Linked DNA regions of Triticum aestivum: region 2 is linked to region 1. The links are chromatin contacts, called in public Hi-C maps. All regions are on one chromosome and are shown on one strand. The core of a region is the stretch at or near the end of the contact, and the rest is flanking DNA. Distances in the headings are between cores, read along the strand shown.

Region 1 (6,164 bases), core at 1,586-4,085:
TGAAATAAGATTATGCATTTACAACTTCATTATATTATCAAAGTCATGCACAATGTTTCGTACAAATGTATATATATCATATTGTTTTTAATCATAGAGTAAGGATTTTGTGAATCTTTCCCTTAATAGTTTCTTAATCAACAGGTTAATAAACTAGGAATCTAAAAGTGTTATGTTAAAGCATTGACATCATGCATTTTGTTTTACTAAAAATAAATATTTTGAAAAAGAATAATGAAAAAAATAGTCATGTTTTCTCCAATATATCTACGTATCGTCCGATATATCACTCGATATTCGACATCCGATATGTCGAAACCAAACCGATATGAACCCGATATCCAATATTTTGAAGCTTGATCCACATTGACCATGCCCTACTAGCACCTTGTAAATCTACTTTTGTGTCAATTGCTATTCTTTATTTATCAAATTTTGTTTGGGTCCAAATCAATTATGTGGTCGGCGCAAACGAGGTAGTAAAGGGACAGAAACATGGTGGGGGTGGTGGCTTGGATTGGGAGGGGCGCGGAGTTGTCCGCGTCGGGTGGCAAAATGGTGGTTAGGCCCCTGGCAGTGGGCCTGTTGACAACAACGGGTGAAGGGGGTCGACGGCAATGAGGGAGGGAAAGTGACTGAAACTAGAAAACAAAAACATCACCTAAAAGAATAGTCAGTCTTTTTTCCGTTGAAGCAACTTCCTTGGACTTGTGCTGCATTATTGTGGTTATCGATTCAACAAAAGATATGAGTGTGATGATTCGGTGTGTGAACAGTAAATTAAATAAAATACTCGCGGCGGCAATTAATGTGGATCAAAGGAAGAAGTAAAAAAGATCTGATATTTTTTGGCATCAAAGATACTCAAACGTGTGATGTGCGTGCTAAAATTCATGGTGTTTGGACATTCGAAGAGGTCAGGGCACACTCATGCAGGAGCGTGACGTTGGTCAGGGTCTCCACGTCACACTTCCCGGCAGTGGCGAGCATCTTGTGAATTCACAAGAATAAGAATAGAATGTGGCCAACTCTCGTCTAGACGAGACTTAACTATGTCTTATCTAACTCCTACACTATTTGATTTTACGCGGAGATCCATATGATTTTTTATTTTTTATTTCACTAATCAGATGATGTAACAGTTAGATGATACTTTGGTAATTCTCATCAGCAAATCTGCACAAAGAAGATGCTCAGATTTACTATGGGTTGAATTTTAACAAAAGATAATGTTGGGCAGCTACTGTGAAGAGTGGATGACACCGAGATTAGGCTCGGTCCAGGTTGGCTGATTAGCTTGCTCAGGTGGTGTTTGGCTCTCTAGTCCTAGGACTTTTTCTAGTCCATAAGACTATTTGAAAAAACTCTTTCTAAGGACTTTTTGAAAAAGACTCTTTCTAAGGACTTTTAAAGAGGTGCTTCTAAGGATTTTTAGTAAAATGTCCTAAAAAGGTCTCACCCTGTTTGGTTTGCTAGGACTTTTTTTAGTCCCAAAACAAAAAAGTCATGAAACCAAACACCCCCTCAATCAGTCACACAGCATGTCTCGATCATAGACAAAATAAATTGAACGCTCCTTTCTCGAAAAAACTGCACATGATGGAGACGATGCAAGTGGAAGGCGATGCTAAGTTAAAAAAAAAGTGGAAGGCGATGCTAACGACGGCCAGGGCACGGGTACTGACCTGAACTCGTCAGTGTGCGCGAGGCGGCGGCTCCCCTGAATCGCTGACATGCCGTCGTCGCCGTCACACTCGTGCAGCAGCGTGGCGTCGGTCGGGATCTCCACGTCGCACTTCCTGGCGGCGGCGACCACCACCTGCGCGATCCTGGTGAGCGGGCTGCCGCCGGGGGGCTGGTGGCGGCGGTACGCGCCCGTGCCGGCGAGGAACAGAGCGACGGCGAGCACGCTGAGCAGCGCCGGGATGCCGTAGCCGAGCCGCCAGCCGTGGGCGGACTGCACCCACACCAGGACGGTGCCGCCCACGAGCGAGCCCACGACGATGGACAGGTAGAACCAGTTGAAGAAGGAGCTCTGCCGCCCGCGCTCCTCCTCGTCGGACTCGGCGTCGAACTGGTCGGCCCCGAACGACGACAGGACCGGCTGCAGCGCGCCGCCCAGCGCCACCAGGTACAGCCCCGCGTAGAATACCGCGGTCTCCAGCGCCGCAGACGCGCTCGCCGCCACGACGCCGTACCCCGCGACGGAGATGAAGAGGAAGAGGGTGATGGTCCAGTACCTGCCGAGGAAAGAGTCGGCGAGGAAGCCGGCCGCGAGCGGCGTGATGGAGGCGGTGCCCTGCCAGTTGGTGACGCTGTTCGCCGCGGCCTTGCTGCCGGAGTGCAGCTGGACCTTGAGGTAGTTCACCAGGTTCGTCGACACGCCGTAGTAAGCGCTGTACTGGAGGCAGTTGTTCACTGCACACCAGGCGCGCGTGAATGCATGAGCAGCGCCGGGCAGCATATTTAGCATGGATATGGGGTGCATACCCACAGTGGGATCATAACGACAACAAGAAAATGGTGCAAGTTTTACCGAGGATGAAAACGTATCCCCACGAACTCCGGCGATCCCTCTTGGACGTCCGGCGATCGGCGTCACCCTGCAAGCCTTTTGATTCTACTTCTACCGGTTCCATGGTCGAACAGTATCAGCTCTGGAAACGAAACCAGCTAAAGCAAAAGAGAGGAGGAACATTAGCCTGAATGAGGGTCGAACAGTAGATCCAATGAGACGCTCGGTCTTAAAGTTTTGAGGAGAGGTACAAGGACAAGAGATGCGGTAGGTGAAGCCATTGTGGAAGAAAAATGTTACAGGAATTAATGAACGGGAATACACAATCGCGCGCTTGTTGGCTAAAACGAGCAGCCGCCCGCAGGTATGCATGGAAAAAGATTTATCTGCCAGCGCATGTATGGTGTAGCATTAAGGGCGTTCGTACTCCCCTAAAAAAAAATGCGTTCGTACTAGTCAGTTTGATTTAGAGAAAACAGATTTACATGCATTTATTTTGAATTTCTGGATTTTTAAAAAGTCATATTTTTTAAACCGTGCATCCGAATTTAGATCCGTTTTCATTGTTGGAATCGCTGTGACGAGACCTTTGAAAAGAGATCCCGCATGACTATGTTTCGACGAATTTTTTTTGATGCCAACTTTATTGCTATATTGTGCAACTCTGTTACTACATGGTGCAACTTTGGAAAATATTCTGTAGAGCATAGGCTTAGGTGCACCTCCTTATCTAGCCATCCATCTATGCACCGCGATTCGTACAAGAACATTTGTCTTTTTTGTTTCTTTCAAATAAAACAACATATAAACTTCAAACTTTGCAGCACAACAAAACATTCTAGCTAGAATGTGGGAAAAAACTTTCAGATTTTTTCGTGCATCATAAATACTAAAAACAACATTTTTGAATATTGAAAATCTCATTTTGTATATTTATGTTGGTCAAAAAAATCTATAATTTTTTCTCACATTGTAGTAAGAATGTTTTGCTATCTTGCAAAGTTTTATGTTCATATGTTGTTTTATTTGAAAGGAACAAAAAAGAGAAAGTTAGTTGTCTAGCACGGATCTCAAAGCTATATTGAAGGGTAAGTGTTAAGGCATGTTTTTCTCTAAGTAGTGTTGGTGATTGATGACAACATATTTGCGGACTAATCATGTGCGTTGAGTATTTCAGAGATTCATCCTTTGGCACGAGACGATTTCCTCCCCTCGGTGTTTGAAGCGAACACGGTGTAGCCCTTTCGATTCAGTTTTGGTGGACTTGTGTCGTAGGAGTCACCGTACTATCAAGAGGGGGTCCGCATTGGTTTGGCTAGGTGGAATCAACACGTACACATCCCCTTTGCACCCTCTGAGCTTTTCCGCTTCGTTGAAGGCTCCCTTGCTGCCTTCTCCCTGAGATTTGGTCCCAGCGGTAGTACCGCGAACCCCAACGGTAGTACCGCTCGAGAGCTACAAGCGGCAGTACCGCTCCACAGCTGTAGTACCGCTTGGAGCTCTCGGCCATAGTACCGTTGCGGCTTCGTGCTCCTACCGCCTCGATTCGAGGGTCCTCCTCTCGTGTCGGGTTTTGCGGCAGTAGAGGCGGTAGTACCGCCCTTATCACCACGGTAGTACTACCCTGGGTCCAGGTCCTGCTCTGCTTTTCGCTCTCTTCTCACTGCGCGGTAGTACCGCGAGGTGGAACGGTAGTACCGCTGGCCACAGCGGTAGTACCGCCCCCCTCCAGCGGTAGTACCGCCTTGTGCGGGGCTGAGTGGGGGTAACGGTTGGATTGTCTCCCCCCTTATAAAAGAAGTTCTTCTTCTCCAAGTTGACTCACCTCTTTTCCCCAAAAGCTCCATTGTTGCTCCAAAGCTCTTTTTCGCCCGATCTCTCTCCCTAGCCAATCAAACTTGTTGATTTTCTAGGGATTGGTTGAGAAGGCCCAGATCTATACTTCCACCAAGAGAAATTTGATTCTCCCCACTCATCCCTTGCGGATCTTGTTACTCTTGGGTGTTTCAGCACCCTAGACAGTTGAGGTCACCTCGGAGCCATATTCCATTGTGGTGAAGCTCCATGGTCTCATTGGGAGCCTCCAATTCGGTTGTGGAGAGAGCCCCAACCTTGTTTGTAAAGGTCCGGTCGCCGCCTCCAAGGGCACCAATAGTGGAATCACGGCATCTCGCATTGTGTGAGGGCGTGAGGAGAATACGGTGGCCCTAGTGGCTTCTTGGGGAGCATTGTGCCTCCACACCGCTCCAACGGAGACGTACTTCCCCTCAAAAGGAAGGAACTTCGGTAACACATCCTCGTCTTCACCGGCTCCACTCTTGGTTATCTCATGCCTTTACTTGTGCAAGCTTATTTGTGTTGTATCCCTTGCTTGCTTGTGTACTTATTATTGTTGCATCATATAGGTTGCTCACCTAGTTGCATATCTAGACAACCTACTTTGATGCAAAGTTTAAATTGGTAAAGAAAAGCTAAAATTGTTAGTTGCCTATTCACCCCCCCTCTAGTCAACTATATCGATCCTTTCAATTGGTATCAGAGCCTCGTCTCTTTATTAAGGACTTTGCCGTCCGAAGAGTATGGCTGACACCATAGACGGTGGTGAGGAGCACTCCAGTGTGAATCCAATCTCGTCTACGGCCGATGGGGGAACCGCAGTCTCTCGTGAGGAATTCAATGTGGCTTTGGACACATTGAAAACCTTCATGACTGTTGGGTAACGTAGTAATTTCAAAAAAATCCTACGCACAGGCAAGATCATGGTGATGCATAGCAACGAGAGGGGAGAGTGTGTCCACGTACCCTCGTAGACCGAAAGCGGAAGCGTTAGCACAACGCGGTTGATGTAGTCGTACGTCTTCACGATCCGACCGATCAAGTACCGAACGTACGGCACCTTCGAGTTCAGCACACGTTCAGCCCGATGACGTCCCTCGAACTCCGATCCAGCCGAGTGTTGAGGGAGAGTTTCGTCAGCACGACGGCGTGGTGACGATGATGATGTTCTACCGACGCAAGGCTTCGCCTAAGCACCGCTACAGTATTATCGAGGTGGACTATGGTGGAGGGGGGCACCACACACGGCTAAAGGATCAAACGATCAATTGTTGTGTCTCTAGGGTGCCCCCTGCCCTCGTATATAAAGGAGCAAGGGGGGAGGTGCGGCCGGCCAGGAGGGGCGCGCCAGGTGGAGTCCTACTCCCACCGGGAGTAGGACTCCCTCCCTTTTCCTAGTTGGATTAGGAGTGGAGGGGAAAGAGGAGGGAGAGAGGAAGGAAAGGGGGGACGCGGCCCCCCTCTCCTTGTCCTATTCGGACTAGGGGGAGGGGCGCGCGGCCCTGCCCTGGCCGCCTCTCCTCTTCTCCACTAAGACCCACTATGGCCCATTAAGCCCCCGGGGGGTTCCGGTAACCTCCCGGTACTCCGGTACAATCCCGATTTCACCCGGAACACTTCCGATATCCAAACATAGGCTTCCAATATATCAATCTTCATGTCTCGACCATTTCGAGACTCCTCGTCATGTCTGTGATCACATCCGGGATTCCAAACAACCTTCGGTACATCAAAACATATAAACTCATAATATAACTGTCATCGAAACTTTAAGCGTGCGGACCCTACGGGTTCGAGAACTATGTAGACATGA
Region 2 (6,164 bases), core at 2,615-5,114, 220 kb after region 1:
AACGATGGCTTCACCAAGTGGGTCGTCATCATCCTCATCATCCTCATCATCTTCATCATCTTCAGCTTTGTTGACATAAATCACGGCCAACTTGGGTTTTTCTGCTCTAAAGGAGAAGCTGATCAACTCACCACCGGTGATACGCATGTGGGCGATGAAACGGACCCATCCATCTCCTCCCACCTGCGTCATATTTCGTCCTTTCTCGACCTCCATAGTGTAGGGGCCCCCAGGAGCCTCAAAGGTCACAGAGTCTCCGGTCAGTTTGTTGAATTCTGACCTCACATTGCATGGGACGATCTGTGTATAAAAAGCAAAATGATATATACACGATGCATTAATGCCAATAACACTAAAAACAAAATAGTGGTTACTAGTTTCATATAATTTATTACCGCCACATGAAGAAAACTAGACTCGAAGTAGATGCCGAACAGAGTGCCAGTTGCAAGGCTGCTGGCGCACCTTGACTTGCACCGACGACATGGTGGTGGTGGTGGCGCCATTTCCCTAAAGCAATATGATTAGAGGATTAACGATCCAAAAAGTAAACATAAAGTTTTGAATAATATACACATCAGGTTCACATCATAGAGAATACACATGAGGTTCACATGGCAAGCAAAATAACAACTGAATTGTAGTTCAGTTCAGACAATAACCTAATAGAGATCATGTAACCCAAACAGAGCCTAATAAGCCAAACATAGACTAATATAGAATTCACAAGTGGGTGAAAATGTAGCCAACATTTTCTACTACAAAATATAAGCACCAGACTAAGAGGTAATACAAGGGAAGAACAATCGCACACACAGACAAAAGATAGCATCAACCTGTCCTAATTAACACAGCAAAGTCAGTTTTCTCATTCAAGAAAACAGAGACATGAGACAGATCAGTTAGCATTTCTTTTTCGAAACGGGTGTTAGCATATATTCAAATGCGCACCATAACAACTTGGCAATTTGAGCATCAGCACATACATACACTCTCTTCAATCAGAAAGAGTATCGAATCAAGCATTGATTTTTCCATGAAACCACATAATAGTGAGGGCTTCTTGGTCATATCTTTATATGCATCAACAAAGAAGCTAGTGGATCAAATTCACACATAGGGTAGCTCATCACGAGGATACAAACATTTAGACCTTTAAGAAGAACTAGCACAATCAACATCATTCAGATGAAAGGAGGAGCATTCACGACATAACCCTAGTGTCAGGAAAGAACCCCTCTCTAAACCCTAGAACACTAGGCACCGCCGCCGCCGCAACTGCTCCAGGGACAACAGCCAAGAATTGAAACCCAAGTTTCAATTATATGTGCTAAACTGCTAATCAAGAATTGAAACCCAAGTTTCAGTGAGCAACAAAAAGCCTCTACTTCTCCTCTCTCTACTCTCTACTCAATCACGCGAGGAAACAAGCCTGGAACACGTCGTATCGAAGCGCGGAGTCACCGTGCAATCCCTAAATCCCTTTCGCCCACGCGAAATCCCAAAACATGGCGAGCCGCCGGCGAATCGATTGGAGCCTAGTTAGTGGTGGCGCGCGCAGGGAGGAGGAGATCGAGGGGGGACTTACGGGGCTGGAGCGTCGGAGGAGGCGAGAGGCGACCGCGCGTGGTGGCGGCGCACGACGCCGTCGACGGGGGTGAGGCGGCTGGGGAGGAACCCTAACCGCGGCGGCGTCGTCGGGCGGAGGGGATCGATTGTGAGAGTGAGGGGGTGCGGGGGGTGCTCGGGCAGGTTTTCTTTTCCCCTGCTAGTAGCGCTGGGTAGAGGCGGGCGCTACTGCTAAGCCCACCAGTTGTAGCGCCCGTTCGAAACAAACGCTACAGGTAAGTGGGCTACCGTTTTTGCCCTGCGGCCCATGTAACAGCAGCGCGGCCCAAGCTAACAAACGCTGCTGTTATTTGGTAGTAGTAGCGTGTTTCCTACCCAGTGCTACTGGTAAATACCAGTAGCGTGGGGTCAAGAACAGGCGCTATTGGTAAACTTCTACCAATAAGCATTTTCCTAGTAGTGCCCGATCCCAACGATCACCCCGGGCGCTCCGGAGCATGCCACCATACCGGCCACCATCCTGCACCAAACACAGTCTTGAAGCCTCCCACGCTGTCTCACCACGGCACCGCGAAATGCGGCCTGCACAGCGAAGAAGAGGAGCCGGGACTAGGGGCAACAACACCTTCGAGACGCAGGAGGGCCTAATCTCCACCATCAATGACGGTAACTGACCGGACGCAATAGCAGGAGCATACTGCGGGCCCTGGAATGTTCGTAAAGCTCTCGCCGTCGCGCTGCAGAAGGTACGTCGGTGGCGTCCAGTGGCGAAGCCACACTTAAGCTGGGGAGTCAATTAAATACACAGCTTATGACAAAAACTACAAATATCAAGTAGAAATTATGCCAAAAAATATTATAAATGCATACATTTGACTACACAACATTCAATTGACCACACATGATTGGATTCCTGGCACCGCCACTGGTGGCGTCGCCGTTCCCTGTCCGAGCCGCTCCTCCTCAACACCACGCAGTAGGCAGCGAGGCCACGTCGGAACCAGCCCGCTAGGACCCAGATGGGCCCATAAGGGCCTAGATCTGGACCGGGGACACACCCTCAGCCACCCCGCCGCCAAGGAGCAGCGCCACCACCTCGCCTGCAGGTCGCCGGACCGCCGCCAGCCGAGCCTCGCCGCCGCCGCCCCCCTGCCACAGAAGTTGCTGACACCACCCGAGCCATATCCGGGGTGCCTCGCCGCCGCGGGGGGGGGGGGGGGGGGGGATATGGCTCGCGGGGAGACGGGAGGGGTCGGAAGACGGTGGTTTTGGTTCGCTGCCCGGGGTTTGAATTTCAACAACGTAAGCACGAGAATAAGCACCTCACGGTCATGCATGCATGCTGGGTTCTTGTTCACGGCCTTTTTGTTCGTGTCCCACCGCGCGACGTGCAGAGTAGGTACTATACATAAGATAACCTTGGCACCGACGTTTGCAGTTGCACCCTTGCAGATCCATGCACGATCGGCCACGCACCGATCTCACATACGTAACGTACGTACGCGGGCACGCACACGCTCTCCGTGAATGGCGCGCCGGACCGGGCCGATGCTGGCCTGGCTTCCAACGCCGTCGAGGCGCCTGCCTGCCTGCCCGATGTACGACGCGGTCGCGAAATTGCAGCGCGTGCCTTGGCCTGTTTCTTGCGACCGATGCGTAGCTGGTGCCCGTGCGGTCCGTTGAACCGTTCCGCCAGCGGGCGAACGGAACGGTGAGGCCCTATCTACGCGCGCGCCGTGCCGTGCCGCGGGACGCCACACGGTTTCAGGAACAGGAAACCGATCGATGGGGACTCGCGATCTTTGCGACGGCGGACGGAGACGGATAATACATATCTGGTTGTTCTCAGCTGATGGATCCTCCGGCGTGCAATCCGGCGTTGACCGTTGCCATGGACGAGGATTTCTATACGTGCCTTCCGGAAAGCTATCTGCCTCTGTTCCAGCTGAATTGCTTAGGCTAAATTAGCATAGAAAACGGAGGCTACGACTAGCACCGACACAACAGAGAAGGAGAAAATGAAGGGCAATCGTTTCGCATAAAGAAGTGCTTCCGCTGGGACACACACACGCTTTCACGTGAAACGATGGAATCTGGGAGTAGGCAGGCATCGTACCTGCACCGTTTAATGCACTCCACGTTGTTGGAGATAAAAAAAACCTGCCGAATTATACTCGCTCCACCAGGCGAAATGTGAGAACGGAAACTGCAAAGAGCGAACCCCAGGCTAGTACTAGTACCACCACCACCTCGCAAGGAGGGGAAGAAAAATCCACTACTGTACCACCAGGCGGGGTTTGAATTTGAACGACGAACGCACAGCAACAGCACAGGCCACAGGCGCAGGGGGGCGAGAGAGACCGTGGTCACGTTCGGGAAGCGGCCGACGCCTGCCTGCCTGGTAGCAACCATCCAAAAATCCTCCATCGCTTCCCCGTCTTTTCCTTCCTTCCTCGCTAGCTTCTCCCTCACCCACCTCCCTCTCCATTCTTCCTTCCTCCTGTTTCCCGTACCATACCACCACACCACACCACGCTGCTGCGCTGCCATCATCCATCCAGATAGCCACCCTACCAATCGCGGTTGCTTTCCCTCGCCCCAACCACTCCAACACCGCACGGAGCCGAGCCGATCCAATCCAATCCGGCCCCATTAACCCCCTCCGCGCCCGATTCCAATCGCGCCTCCGCCAGCTCCGACCTCCTCCCGGCCGAACCCGTCGGCGGCGATCGAGCAGATCCGGGCGCCGTCCCGTCTACCTCTCCCTGTGATGCGCGGATCCGGGCGGTGACCGGCGGCGGGAGCGGGCGAGCCATGCCGAGCGTCGGCGTGAAGATCTACAGCGTCTTCTTCAAGCTGCTGCTGCGCCACCGCCTCCAGTCGCTCGCCGCCGCCGCCGGCGCCGCCGCCGACGGCGACGGCGACGCGGCCGCCTTCGGTGTCTCCTGCCGCGCCGACGAGGCCACGGCGCCGGCCAACCCGGCCTTCTCCGCGGCCGACGGGGTCGCCTCCAAGGACCTCCACATCGACCCCAACTCGGCGCTCTCCCTCCGCATCTTCCTCCCCACGCCGCCGCCGCACCACCCGCACCTCCTCCACCCGCGCCGCGCCAGCGACCCCGCCGCCGGCCAGGCGGGCGCGCCCTACCGGGGCTACCTCCCGCACGCCGTCTCCTCCCCGCGGGCCGCCGCCTCCGCGCGCCGCAGGCTGCCCATCGTCGTGCAGTTCCACGGCGGCGGCTTCGTCACCGGGAGCAACTGCTCCGCCTCCAACGACGCCTTCTGCAGGCGGGTCGCCAAGTTCTGCGACGCCATCGTCGTCGCCGTCGGCTACAGGCTCGCGCCCGAGAGCCGCTACCCCGCCGCCTTTGATGACGGGGTCAGGGTGCTTAGGTGGATCGCCAAGCAGGCCAATCTCGCCATGATGAGCAAGGTTGGGGGCGGGGTGGACACGTTCGGTGCTTCCACCGTCGAGCCCTGGATCGCTGCGCATGGTGATCCGGCAAGGTATAATTTAATTCGATTCTGTAATCTCTCCTTTTGTAATTGCATTTCTTGCTACTTCTACTTTACTAAATGGCCAAGGAACATAATACTGCAGTGTGAAGTTGTCCAAAAGTGGGCAAGTCAAGCGATAGGAATTTTTATTTCATTTCTTCAATGGAAGTTCTTGTTTGTGATTCACCAGCATTATTTCAGAAACCGCAAATGAGAATTGCGCTAGTCAAGTGAACATGTCAAAACGATGAAGATATAGTTCCCTAGTCTATTAGATCTGACTAGCAGCGGGTTTAGAGAGAGCTCACGAATATATCATTTCCCCGTGGGTTGCCATTTCTGACTAGCAGCGGGTTTAGTGAGAGCTCACGAATATATCATTTCCCCGTGGGTTGCCATTTCTGACTAGCAGCAGGTTTAGAGAGAGCTCATGAGTATGTCATTTCCCCGTGAGTTGCCATTCTGGCTAGCAGCAGGTTTAGAGAGAGCTCACGAGTATGTCATTTCCCCGTGGGTTGCCATTTCTGACTACCAGCAGGTTTAGAGAGAGCTCATGAGTATGTCATTTCCCCTCGAGTTGCCATTTCTGACTAGCATTGGTTTAGAGACCATGAGTACGACATTTCCCCTCGAGTTGCAATTTCTGACTGGCAGCAGGTTTAGAGCTCAGGAGTATGTTGACTGGGGAAGATTCAATGTTTACCAGCTGACAGTTATACTCACTTAACATATGGTGTGCACTTTCTGTTATATCTTACCATTTGCGTGCACCTTAGCTTTTTGTGTGCACTCTGATCGGGTACACAGGCTCACAACATAGAAGCATCAAATATCCAAATATTAGTTGATTTAATTTGCCAGGATTACATTCTCCAAATGATGTTGACATTTTGAAGATGTCAATGCAACTTTACAAGATTTGCTTGACCGTTGGCATGTGGATAGGCCTTTTCTTGGTGAAATTTTCTAGGGCACATGTTTTCAACAAAGTTCTATATTTCGGTAGGTAGTATATGTTGAGTAAATAACTGCTAATGATGTCACCACAGTCCAATAACCTTGAACACTAGTGAAGGCATGCAATTTTCATATTACTGA

What was found. Hi-C and Micro-C count contacts between places; a contact is called where the count stands out from the background.
Region 2: a Hi-C map of leaf shows a contact between it and region 1, with 5 times the contacts expected there. The contact joins the promoter of LOC123080008 here to the promoter of LOC123080004 in region 1. A contact is called at or near these places in 3 of 5 Hi-C or Micro-C datasets (all in leaf) and 1 of 1 datasets of contacts at active chromatin or transcription factors (leaf).

The regions. Positions count from the first base shown.
Region 1 is chr3D:501,746,072-501,752,235 of IWGSC CS RefSeq v2.1, forward strand. LOC123080004 (protein NRT1/ PTR FAMILY 8.1) reads right to left here and starts at 2,836. Exons shown (of 3, transcript XM_044502859.1): 1 at 2,537-2,836; 2 at 1,686-2,418. The coding sequence starts at 2,639.
Region 2 is chr3D:501,964,965-501,971,128 of IWGSC CS RefSeq v2.1, forward strand. LOC123080008 (probable carboxylesterase 16) reads left to right here and starts at 3,865. Exons shown (of 2, transcript XM_044502861.1): 1 at 3,865-5,075. The coding sequence starts at 4,384.